2 separate regions of the Rattus norvegicus genome follow, and region 2 is linked to region 1. A link is a contact called in public Hi-C data. All regions are on one chromosome and are shown on one strand. Each heading gives the region's core, a stretch centred on a gene start, on an enhancer-like site or on the middle of the called end of the contact. The rest is flanking DNA. Distances are from core to core; before and after follow the strand shown. Region 1 has its middle 18 kb from the start of Stat4. Region 2 holds the start of LOC134480368.

Region 1 (5,849 bases), core at 2,276-4,775:
AAGCACCAACCAGTCTCCTGGGAAAAATGCACCCTGAGGTGTGCATGCACAAGCCAGGTTTGTGTGTTCTAGCAATTGGAATAAAAATTGAAGAAAGGTGCATGTCTTAACACAAATTAGTGCCTTGCTTGCTTTCCCCCTACCTTGGCCATTGCTGAGTGGTATAAAATGAGCTACATGAAGAGCTGAGTCACTGAACCATACACTGTTTCAGCTCGTAGGCAACTGTCCAGATCTGTAAGGAAAATGTCTAGCAACTGCTTAGTTTAGATGGTTTCCATCAAATTCGTAAGTGAAAAACAAGAATTCCGTTGGAATGCAGAGTCTTGCTGGAGATGTCCCAGTGAAGTTTCCTTAGTGAACTATTTTGCAAAATATCGCGTGTAACAACAGCGTGTAACAACAGCGAGCCACAGGAAACGATACAGAAACGTGCAATCCAGAACAAGTTTCCAGGCTTATAAGGAAAGTAAAAATAAAAGTGAACATTGGGAAGGGGGAAATAATTTTCTCTCCATGTGCTTTGTTCTGCTTATTTCTGACTGTGACAAAAGTAAAGATGCTGATAACGTGTGACATTGTTGTCGGTCGCTGAAGAGCAGGGCACTGGGTTAGCAACAACACACAGAACCTGTACAGAGCGGCGACTAACTAGTACTTAGGAAATCTGATATTCCAACAGTCAAAACTCAAAGTCCAAGACAGCGCAAAAGAGTCCAAGTTCTAACAGACATACATTTTTACTAATTTTTAAAAAACCATAGCTTAGTCTAAATCTTCAGAGTAGTAGAACAAGGCCATCAGGACTTAGTTACGTAACTGCTGTTCTTAGACACTTTTTAGGTAACAGTAGTGCTGACGTCATGATCAAAATGCTTTCACATACCACGGTCGCCATTGGGGCTAATCAACCAGCTAACATCTTTACTTTCTTTATCCCTGGGTATAATTGCAGTTAAATATGTAAGTAAGGCATTCAATATTGGGAAGAAATGATGTCCTGAGTGGCTGTGCATTGTTGAAATGGACACAGCCATTACAAAAACCAAATCCTCAGACCCACATGTGTGGCAAAGAGGGTCAAAGGATGGCAAAGCCTTTCTCTGGTTTGAGTGAAATGCGTGTGCAGAAAATGTCCACCCTGGCTTTCTCCATGGATATTATGGCCTGAAGAGTGCTCCCTGACAGAGACCACTCCTGCTGAGATTAGCTAAGCCTATCACCTTGTTCGGCTGTGTGCCCTAAACCCTGCCTCCTTATTTGTAGGTAAGAGTGCTGTACGGAACAAGCTCCCCACCCCCTGCTTAAGCTGTACAGAGTGAACATGTCTATGTCCGGGGTGCTGTGGTTGCTTCATCAGAGATCCCGGACCAACCCATCCCAGCTTTTATGTGTCCCTGTGTCCCTGTGTCCGTCCTTCTCCATAGCCACCCTAGTTAGATAATCCCCTTAAACCAGGCAGAGTGAGGTGATTTCGGGTTGGAAAGAAGGTTTAATTAGTAAAGTACTCCCTGAATGGGTGTGGCAGTGCACACCTGTAATCCCTGCCCCGGGGAAGCAGAAATATGACTACCCCTGGAGCCTCCCAGCTAAGCAGCCTTGGTGAACCCAGAAGCCCTAGGTTCAGAGAGAGACTCTGTCTCACAAAACAATGGAGAGCAATGAAGGTAGTATTGTCCCTGACCTCTGGCCTCCAAACTCACTTGACTATGTACACACATGAAATCAATAAAAATAAACAAGACATTTGGTAGGTATTAGTGAACAAATGAATGGCTGAGCTGGGCAGAAGTGACTTGTGCCTTTAATTCCAATACTTGGGAGGCAAAGGTGGGTAAATCTGTGAGTTCAAGGCCAGTCTGGTCTACAGAACAAGTCTCGGGACAGCCAGAGCAGCACAGAGAAACCCTGTCTTGAAAAACAAATAAATACATACATGCATACATGTGTACAATGCATATACACATGTACACATACATACATGCTTACATACACATGTATACATACCCATGCATGCATACATGCATACGCTCATACACACTTGAATATGAATTACTGGAAGGAGAATGAAGAAACAGTATTATCCAAAGTAGTCAATGGCAGCTGTTTGTCTCAAAGGAACTAAACACTCTCTATGGACCCAGGCTTGGAAATTCAAGTTTTCAAAGTTATGGCTTCCTTTATTTTGTATGTTTTTATTTATGTAGGAGGGCATATGTGTGCAGTGGTGTACATGTGCAAGTTAAAGCACAGCTTGCAGGAGCTGGCTCTCTCCTTCTGTCACGCGGACTGTAGGGATAAAACTCAGGTTGTCAGGCTTGGCTGCAGGCCTCTTTAACCCATCATCTGCCCCTCCAACCCAGAAATTCTATTAACAGCAGGAGATAGCATAATATCTCAGGTGAATTGAATTTTCTTAGGTTTTGCCCCCTTGTCCCAGGTACAACCTTCACTTTGTTCTCCATTTCAGCTACTCCAGTGTGATCATGATTCCTAGGGCTTGTCCGTATGAACATCATTTTCTCCCGTGCACTTACGGCCCTACCTCTAGTCCACAGATATCTGTAGATCTCTTGTTGGCAGATTAAAATACTAGATTGGCTCGGGAGGCATGTAGCTCATGTAAAATCAGTATCTTGTTTATTTATTATTTATTCGCTGTCAAGACTTCCTCTCCACCTATAAAAGTTGAACTTATAGGTCTTAATTTTTTTTTCTACTAAACCTTTCCCCCGTTTGTAACAACTATGTCATGTTGGCTCTTTTCCCAGTGTCCTGGCACTTCCCCAGTTCTCCAGGAAATGTTAAACAGCTGTTACCCTGAAGAAAAGTCAGCCACTTCAGCAAGCGCTCTGTAAAGTAAGTCCTACCCCTCCACGGTTGACTATGACTGCTTTGGAAGCAATCTGCTTTCTTCCTGGAGTTTTCTCGCTCTCTCTAGGCTTACTTCTCAATCACAAAGACAGAGTCAAGACTGGGTACCCTGGTTGGCCGTCCAAACGCATGAGTACAAAGCGTAGGTCATTTTTCAAAAGTATGTTGCTCGACTGAGGCCTGGGTGTTCTTGACAAAGAAAAGTAAGATGAATTTGAGTCTATGACAACCACCCGGGAAACTTCTAGTCACAAGGCCCACCCTGAAAAACTTGAGTTAACTACAGTCAGAATGGACACGTATCTGGGAGAGCACACTGTTCACTTGCTAGAAAGCCCACTGCCCAGAGGTGAGAAACTCAGGGTTTCAGCTGTGCTGTTGAGTAAATTCTGCCAGCTGAGTAAATAAGCCTGAAACAATAGGGACTCTGAGCCAGGGTTTACACAATGCAGCTACAGCAGACAAGACTGGGCCGCTCTTTTTCCCAGGTTGGCTTTGTCTCCTGGTGTTCTCAGGGGTAACCTGACCTTGACTTTAGCCCAGGCACCATTTAGGAGAGGTAATTGCCTGCCACAAGACAGCATTGCTGCCATTGGCTATCTCCGAGGCAAAGAGCAGCGCCGCTGGAAGTTCCCATTTAAGGCATTAAGTGGGGTATGAGTGGAGCCAACTAAAACAGTTCAGTGCTCTGTCAGAATTGAGCAGGAAGACAACAGAGTCACTGTACATCTCTCTTGGCTCTTGGCCCAAAGCAGAGTGTTAAAGTCCCAATCTGGAGAGCCTGATCTTTGCAGAAAGATCAGTTGTCTGGATGATTTAATCGGGTTTCCCCTGTTAATCTCTGTATGTAACCCATTGTTGTAGCTATTAAGCAGCATCCGGTGGAAATTTCTGGAAACGGTAAAGAAATGGTGCAAAATCTAAACACAGGGAACTCAGCCTGCCCTTATGATGTCAGTTTCTGTTTTAGTTTAAATATTTTTAGTGGAAAGCCAAGTAAAGCCAGACTTCTTGTTTACAATGGAGCAGTATTGGATTTGGGCAAGAAGACAATGTACTTACAGTAGAGTTACCACTGTGCAGCTGGTTATGTCAAAGTCTCACATTACAGCTCATTAAACGGATGTTTCTGACAGGGCTAGACAGGACAAGCTTCTTTACCCTGAGGGGATTGGCAGGCTGAGAGCCATCTTTTAGAGAGCCTGAACATACAACTCTTCTGTATTTTACTGTGGATCCCACAATCCCTTCTTTTGTAATCTCTCTTTTACATAATACTTGGAATTTCCTATTCTATGCATTGATAAGAAAGTGAGTGTGGGGGCCATGTTTATATTATAAATGAATAGGAGTGTTGGAGTTCTATGCTATGTTAGAACTTTCTTTTAAAAAGGCTATGTAGCAAACCAACCAACCAACATCACTGGCTCTCGGCTTCCGAAACAAAGAACTTAAAAACCAGCGACTTATTGGTAAGATAAAGCCAGAGACCACTTGTCTAAGGAAGGAGACTTTGCTATGTGACTCTAGCATCTTTGTTTAGATGGTTTTAAAAGTTAGACATTTGCTAGAGTGGATGCTGTGACAAGATAGAGATAGGAGGCCTGAGCCACCCTTTGGCGTTACCACCCTTTGTAGACTTGAGATCCTTGAGCATCTAAGACTTAGAGGGGTTTTGTTTTGTTTTGCTTTGCTTCTGTTTGTTAGTTTTGTCTTTTAACCTACATTAATGGAATTCCTATCTCAGCTCTGTCCCAAGTGAGTCATTCTTCAGGCTCAAGCATGCCAAGAGTTAATTAAATACTCATAGTCATTTGGCATGGCTATTGTTCCTTTCCTATTTTTTTCCCTCCTAATTCACCCTGATGTATGTATGTATGTATGTATGTATGTATGTATGTATGTTTGTACATACGGCAAGTTGATAAGGTCCAGCATGGAGTTCCTATTAAAAAAATACACAATCACAAGTGAGAAGCAGCCAAAGAATACCCATGCTGTTCAAATGTAAAAGAACTTAGGGGTAAATCACTATCAAACCCCAGCCCTGTTTGCTTTCCATGTGGAAATAGCACCCTCTAGTGCTCGGACAGAGTCTTTGTCTTCAGAACTGGCCAAGGAATGGGGACTTTGAAAACTTGACCATCATCCACATACTCACAGATATGAGAGAGCACCCATCCTTAAAGTTGTGCTTTTCTATTAAACATTCTTCTCTCACTGTGTGTAAGACTACTTCACAGCTATGGTATTACATGAAACCACGACTTTGCAGCCCCCACAAGCTCGGTGAAGGACATAATCTAGGACAGCTGATCATGAATGATCTAATGTCATGCAGTCAAATACTTCTGGGAAAATAAGACATGCTATCGAGTTTCTTCATTGCTGAGACTGAATCCGTTATTTTTACACATTGTGGAGTCACCAACCATGCTTCTGTGGAAGTGTTCAATTTAGTTTGGTTTCTCTTAGTTTCAGACTATAGAGCTATTATTGACGATTTCAACATAAAGGAGACAGAACACTGTACTTCTTTCTTTCCAATGTGTTTTCCACAATTCTGATGTTAGTTACTTTGGATAATTTCGGTGTGTGGCAAGGAATTTGGAGTGGGTGATGCTCATATTAAGTATTTTGGGGAGGGGAACACCCATATAGAAGGGGAGGGAGAGGGGTTAGGGGGGTGTTGGCTTGGAAATTGGGAAAGGGAATAACAATTGAAATGTAAATAAATACCCAAGTTAATAAAGATGGAGGGAAAAAAGTATTTTGGGGAAAGGTTAGGTATAGTTGTTGCTCTCTACGTGGCAATATGCAAGTGTGAAGTTTTGTATTAAAGTCAGTCACCCCTGAAAATGTGGATGCTTCACTCCTTCTTTAAAAGGGGAACAAGAATACCCTTGGCAGGGAATAGAGAGGCAAAGATTAAAACAGAGACTGAAGGAACACCCATTCAGAGCCTGCCCCACATG
Region 2 (5,437 bases), core at 1,222-3,721, 53 kb before region 1:
TTAAAATTGAATTTGAAGCTGAGTACTACACCCACCCTCTACAGTGTGGAGTCTACACTATGCTGACTGCTATGTACCTGAACTCACTATGAGCAGAACAGGTAGAGTTCACTTGAGGGTATCTTGCTCCTCAACGCACCTCAATAAAAGCTCTCAGCCTAGGAATTTGAAAGCCATCTGAATCTTCGGCTTCTCTGAGAACATAATCCCAAGGGTTCCCGCCCACACCCTTCATTCGGAGGGATGAGTGCCACCTAGTGGACAGTTTTGTTTCTCCTTAATCTCTTCCTTAGTTTTAATATCCCTAACTCCACAGCCACGAGGACTTTAGGAGTTACTGGTATACAGTAATACTCTTAGCGTAGTGCCAGAATCCTGAAGAATTATTAACCTTTTTATTATTTTATATCGTTTGATTTCTATTGAGTAAACTATGAACTTTGCTAAGAAACAAGTCAAGAATTTGCCTTTCTTACTGAATGCCTTTCTTGTTTCTCATAGAAAGGGAAATTGTATATGCAAACAAACTTTTATTCCAATATTTGGAATTTCTGTCTGCACAATAGGGATAATAACATTTATGTCATGTGGGCAAAGTGATTTAAATAAATTAGTGCATGTAAGGTGCTAGGACAGCTCCTGATGTACAACAGATATTCAGTAAGCATTATATGTTATCTTCATTATCTCATAGAGAAAGAAAATACTTCTCCACGGGATTAAGAGAAAATGGACATAGCAATTTCTGGAATTCCTGGAGGATCCTCCCCTTTGAAAGGAGACTGGTTTGAGAGAGAAGGCTAAACATTAGAACTGGACGTCAAGCCACAGATTAAAGTTCCCATTTATTCTAGAAACCTTTTCCAGTTATCTGATGAAGCAGGCTGGAAAGCAACAAGGAGAGACAGGAATCCCACCCACTAATAACTTAGATTTCACAGACTTCATGTGTGATGAGGGAGATGGTGAGAGGTGAGATCAGATCTAAGCGGAGATGCTCTTTATGTCTGGTGACCCCGGATAATGCACCTCCCTTCCTGAGGCATGCCCCATCCCTGCCAGGCAACATTCATAAACGTCCATTCTTGGCACCTCCTACTAAGCCACGATGAGATGATTTTTGTTATTCGCAAGTAAACAGGACCCTTCCAAGGCATGGTAGATGTCCTCATAGGGAACCCCAGATAGAAGAGTGCAAAATGTAGTGTTGTGACAAGATCTATGCAGTAGCAGCCAAATGATCCTCAGGACGAAAAAAATAAACCGAAGCTTTGTGTTTTACTGGGTTGAGCGGCCTTCAGGAGGTAACCCAGGGCTTGGGAGAATGAGGCAGAAGGATGTCTATGAATTTGGGTTGTGGCTATTTAGTGAGACCGTATCAGTGAATTACTTAAGAGTGAAGGACAGGGAGGTGACCACAGAGGAGGAGGGAGGGAAGCACCATGAATTTAGAAGCTCAGTCTCCCTCCCTGCCGTTCACACTTCCGAGACCTTGGGGATTAGAAAGTTCCTCTTGAACTGTGTTTCTGGTAGCCTGCTCTAGACATCATGGTTTTAACTGCATAAATGAGTGCACAAGGCCAGGGCAACTTTTATAAGGTAAACACCACCTGAGTTTCTAAAAGCATTCTCTCTGGACAGAGCACCTGACAACTAGGCTGGGGGGCTTTAATTATACCTGTGTTAGCTTCCAGTATCAATAATAGGTCATAACTCATAAATGGATTTCTGTTATGATTTAAACATTTTGAAAGACCCCAGCTTAGCAGCAGTAACACCATTTTGCAAGGCTGTACTTAAGATGACTAGTTCAGGGAAAGGTTAGAACACTGAGTACACAGCAGCTGCCAAGCAGGATGTGTTTGGTTGAAGGCCTGGCAACAGGACGACTTCGGTTGAGCACCTGACAATGAAAAAAAGCCCCGGGAGAGGTCCCACACCCTGGTGGGGGGCCGAGTCAGTCGTTATGTTCCAAGAAGGTAGCTAAGAAACTTGCCCCCGGGCTGAACCCTTGGGGGGCCGAGTCAGCCGTTATGTTTCAGGAAGGTAGCTAGGAAACTTGCCCCCGGGCTAAACCCTTGCCATATTAGAATCCACCAATTATATCCCTGTAACCATGCATCTGCTTCTGTATGCTTGCTTCTGCTCCCCAAAATCCTATAAAAGCCCATCCTTGGTTCCGTGGGGCGCGCCAGTCCCCCGAGTGACTGAAGCGCCCGCAGGTGCCTGTGCCTGTGTATCCCATCAATAAACCAAATCCTCTTGCTGATTGCATCCTGTGGTGTCTCGGTCTGGTCTTTGGAGTTGGAGGGTCTCCATCCCGAGGGAAAGTTCTCCATGAGAGCTTTTCATTTGGTGCATTGGCCGGGAAAGGAGATCCTCCACCCAGGGACCACCGACCACCCACTGGGAGGTAAGCCGGCCGGCGTCTGTCTGTCTGCCTGATTTTGTCTCGTTCTGCCTTATTCTGTCTGTTCTGTGAGCGCTCAGCCAGGTCTGTTCTGTGAGCGCTCAGCCAGGTCTGTTCTGTGAGCGCTCAGCCAGGTCTGTTCTGTGAGCGCTCAGCCAGGTTGTTTGGAATTTGGGCGGGACGAAGAAGGAGCTGACGAGCTCGGACTTCTCGCCCCGCAGCCCTGGAAGACGTTCCAAGGGTGTTAGGGGCCCGACTTTTCGGGGCCCAATCTGGGAGGAGAAAGATCCGGACTAACGGCACCTCTGTCTGTATTTTTGGCTTTCAGAGGGCCCCGGACCTTTGCCACCTCCATCTGACTTTTTGCTTTCAGTTTGGTACCAAAGCCGTGCAGCACGCCTGTCTGTTGTTTGTTTGACTGTTGGTGTTGTTTGTTTTCTCTGTGTTCTAATCTTCCTTAGAACTAACATGGGACAGTCCCTAACAATGCCCCTAAGTCTCACTCTTGATCATTGGGAAGACGTCCACGACCGGGCACACAACCAGTCCGTCGAGGTTAAAAAAAAAAAAGGAAAAGGGCAGACTCTCTACACATCCGAGTGGCCCACTTTCGGAGCAGGATGGCCAGTGAATGACACATTTAATAAGATCATTATTTTACAGGTTAAAGATCGGGTCGTCCACGGACATCCTGACCAGGTTTCTTATATTATCACTTGAGAGAGTCTCGCCTTAAAACCCTCCCCCTGGGCGGAACCCTTCGTGGACCCGAATTGGCCTCCCCTCAACCCCCAGCCTGTCCCCTCGGCCCCGCCCGGTCTGCCGGCCACGTCTTCCTCTCTCTACCTTTGTGAAATCAGAGCCTTCTAAGAAACCTGTCCTCCTGGCAGACCCAAACTCCCCTCTCATAGATCTTCTCTCTGACAGGCCCGGCTAAAACGGAGGAGGCAGAGCCGCCGGCCAGATCAGTTGCCGGGCCACAGTCTGATAAGGGTTTCTCCCCTGTCGCAGGGAGATTGCACAATAAGCGAGAGGTGATGCCAGATTTCAACCTCCCAGGCTTTCCCACCTAGACAGGGAACCGGTGGCCAGACCCAATACTGGCCGTTTTCAGCAGCTGACATTTACAATTGGAAACAACACAACCCTTCTTTCTCCAAAGATCCGGTGACACTCACCGACCTAATAGAATCTGTTTTACTTACCCACCAGCCTACTTGGGATGACTGCCAACAGCTCTTACAGGCCCTCTTAACCTCAAGAAAAAAAAAAAAAAAAAACAAGGAGTGTTCCTAGAGGCCAGAAAGCATGTTCTGGGAGATGATGGGCGTCCCACCCAGCTGCCTAAAAAAATTGATGCTACATTCCCACTTAAGAGACCAAACTGGGATTTTAATACAGCTGAAGGTAAGGGACACCTACGCCTTTATCGCCAGTTGCTTCTAGCGGGTCTCCGAGGGGCTATACGACGCCCTACTAATTTGGCTCAGGTAAAACAGGTATTACAGGAAGCAGGGGAAACTCCCTCCGCCTTTCTAGAGAGACTTAAGGAGGCCTACCGTATGTACACTCCCTATGACCCAGATGACCCAGGACAAATGACGAGTGTCTCTATGTCCTTCATCTGGCAGGCTGCTCCAGATATCAGGACTAAGTTACAGAGGTTAGAAAATTTACAGGGCTATACATTACAGGATTTACTTAAAGAAGCTGAAAAGATTTTTAATAAGAGAGAGATAAAAAAAAAAAAAAACAAAGAATTGAGTCGAATCTTGGCCGCCGTAGTTCAGGGCCAAGAAAGGAAGGGAGATAGGGGGGGAGCTCGAAAGGGGCTGAAGCTAGATAAAGATCAATGTGGCTATTACAAAGAGAAAGGGCACTGGGCCAGAGAGTGCCCCAAGAAGCCTGGCGGACCCCGAAAGCCTCGACCACAAACCTCCCTCTTGGCTCTAGATAAAGATTAGGGAGGTCAGGGCCAGGAGCCCCCCCCTGAGCCCAGGGTAACGCTTAAAGTTGGGGGGCAGCCGGTTACTTTCCTGGTAGACACAGGAGCCCAGCATTCAGTCCTCACCCAAGCTTCAGGACAACTCAGCGACCGGACGGCCTGGGTACAAAGAGCTACTGGTGAGAAACAATACCGATGGACTACGGACCGCCGGGTTCAGCTGGCTACCGGTAAGGTGACCCATTCCTTCTTACATGTTCCGGACTGCCCGTACCCTCTGCTGGGCCTTGACCTGCTCACCAAACTAAAAGCACAAATTCATTTTGAGGAAGGAGGGGCCCAAATAACTGGCCCCCACGGAACTCCCCTTCAAGTTCTAACCCTATGAACCGGGACAGGACACTGGCTTGGGCAGAGACTGGTGGGATGGGGTTGGCGCTCCAACAGCCCCCCTTAATTACAACTCCAGTCTCCATAAAACAATACCCCCTGTCACATAAAGCTTATCAAGGTATAAGGCTTCACATTACGAGGCTTCTAGATCAAGGCATCCTAGTCCCCTGCCGGTCGCCTTGGAATACGCCTCTTCTGCCTGTTAAGAAACCCGACACTGGAGATTATAGGCCAATACAAGACTTGAGAAAGGTCAACAAGAGGATAGAAGATATTCATCCGACTGTTCCAAACCCTTACAATTTGCTCAGTAACTGTTCATCGATGAGAAACAGGGGTATGCTAAAGGGGTCCTAACACAAAGGTTGGGACTCTGAAAACGCCCTGTGGCCTACCTGTCTAAGAAATTGGACCCTGTGGCCTCCGGCTGGCCACCGTGCCTAAGGATGGTGGCTGCTATTGCTGTCCTGATCAAGGACGCTGGAAAATTGACTTTGGGACAGCCACTCACCATCCTAACACCCCACGCAGTGGAGGCCTTGGTAAAGCAGCCCCCAGACCGCTGGCTCTCTAATTCCCACATGACCCACTACCAAGCCTTGTTACTGGATGCAGAACGGGTTCAGTTTGGGCCCATAGTCGCCCTCAATCCTGCCACCTTGCTTCCTCTACCAGAGGAGACAAAACAG

Evidence for each region. Hi-C and Micro-C count contacts between places; a contact is called where the count stands out from the background.
Region 2: a contact with region 1 is called in a Hi-C map of Schwann cells, with 3 times the contacts expected there. The contact joins the promoter of LOC134480368 here to the enhancer-like site in region 1. A contact is called at or near these places in 7 of 12 Hi-C or Micro-C datasets (the A7r5 cell line, the Rat2 cell line, Schwann cells and 4 more).

The regions. Positions count from the first base shown.
Region 1 is chr9:57,095,632-57,101,480 of GRCr8, reverse strand. No RefSeq gene overlaps it. Among named protein-coding and RNA genes, the nearest start is that of Stat4, 18 kb to the right of the region's middle. Within about 2 kb of position 3,525, at least 15 of the 93 cell types and tissues checked have an H3K27ac peak or open chromatin away from gene starts, as enhancers often do. A contact at or near this core is called in Schwann cells, where this site is marked.
Region 2 is chr9:57,148,219-57,153,655 of GRCr8, reverse strand. It overlaps LOC134480368, which reads left to right and starts at 2,471. Exons shown (of 2, transcript XM_063267897.1): 1 at 2,471-5,437.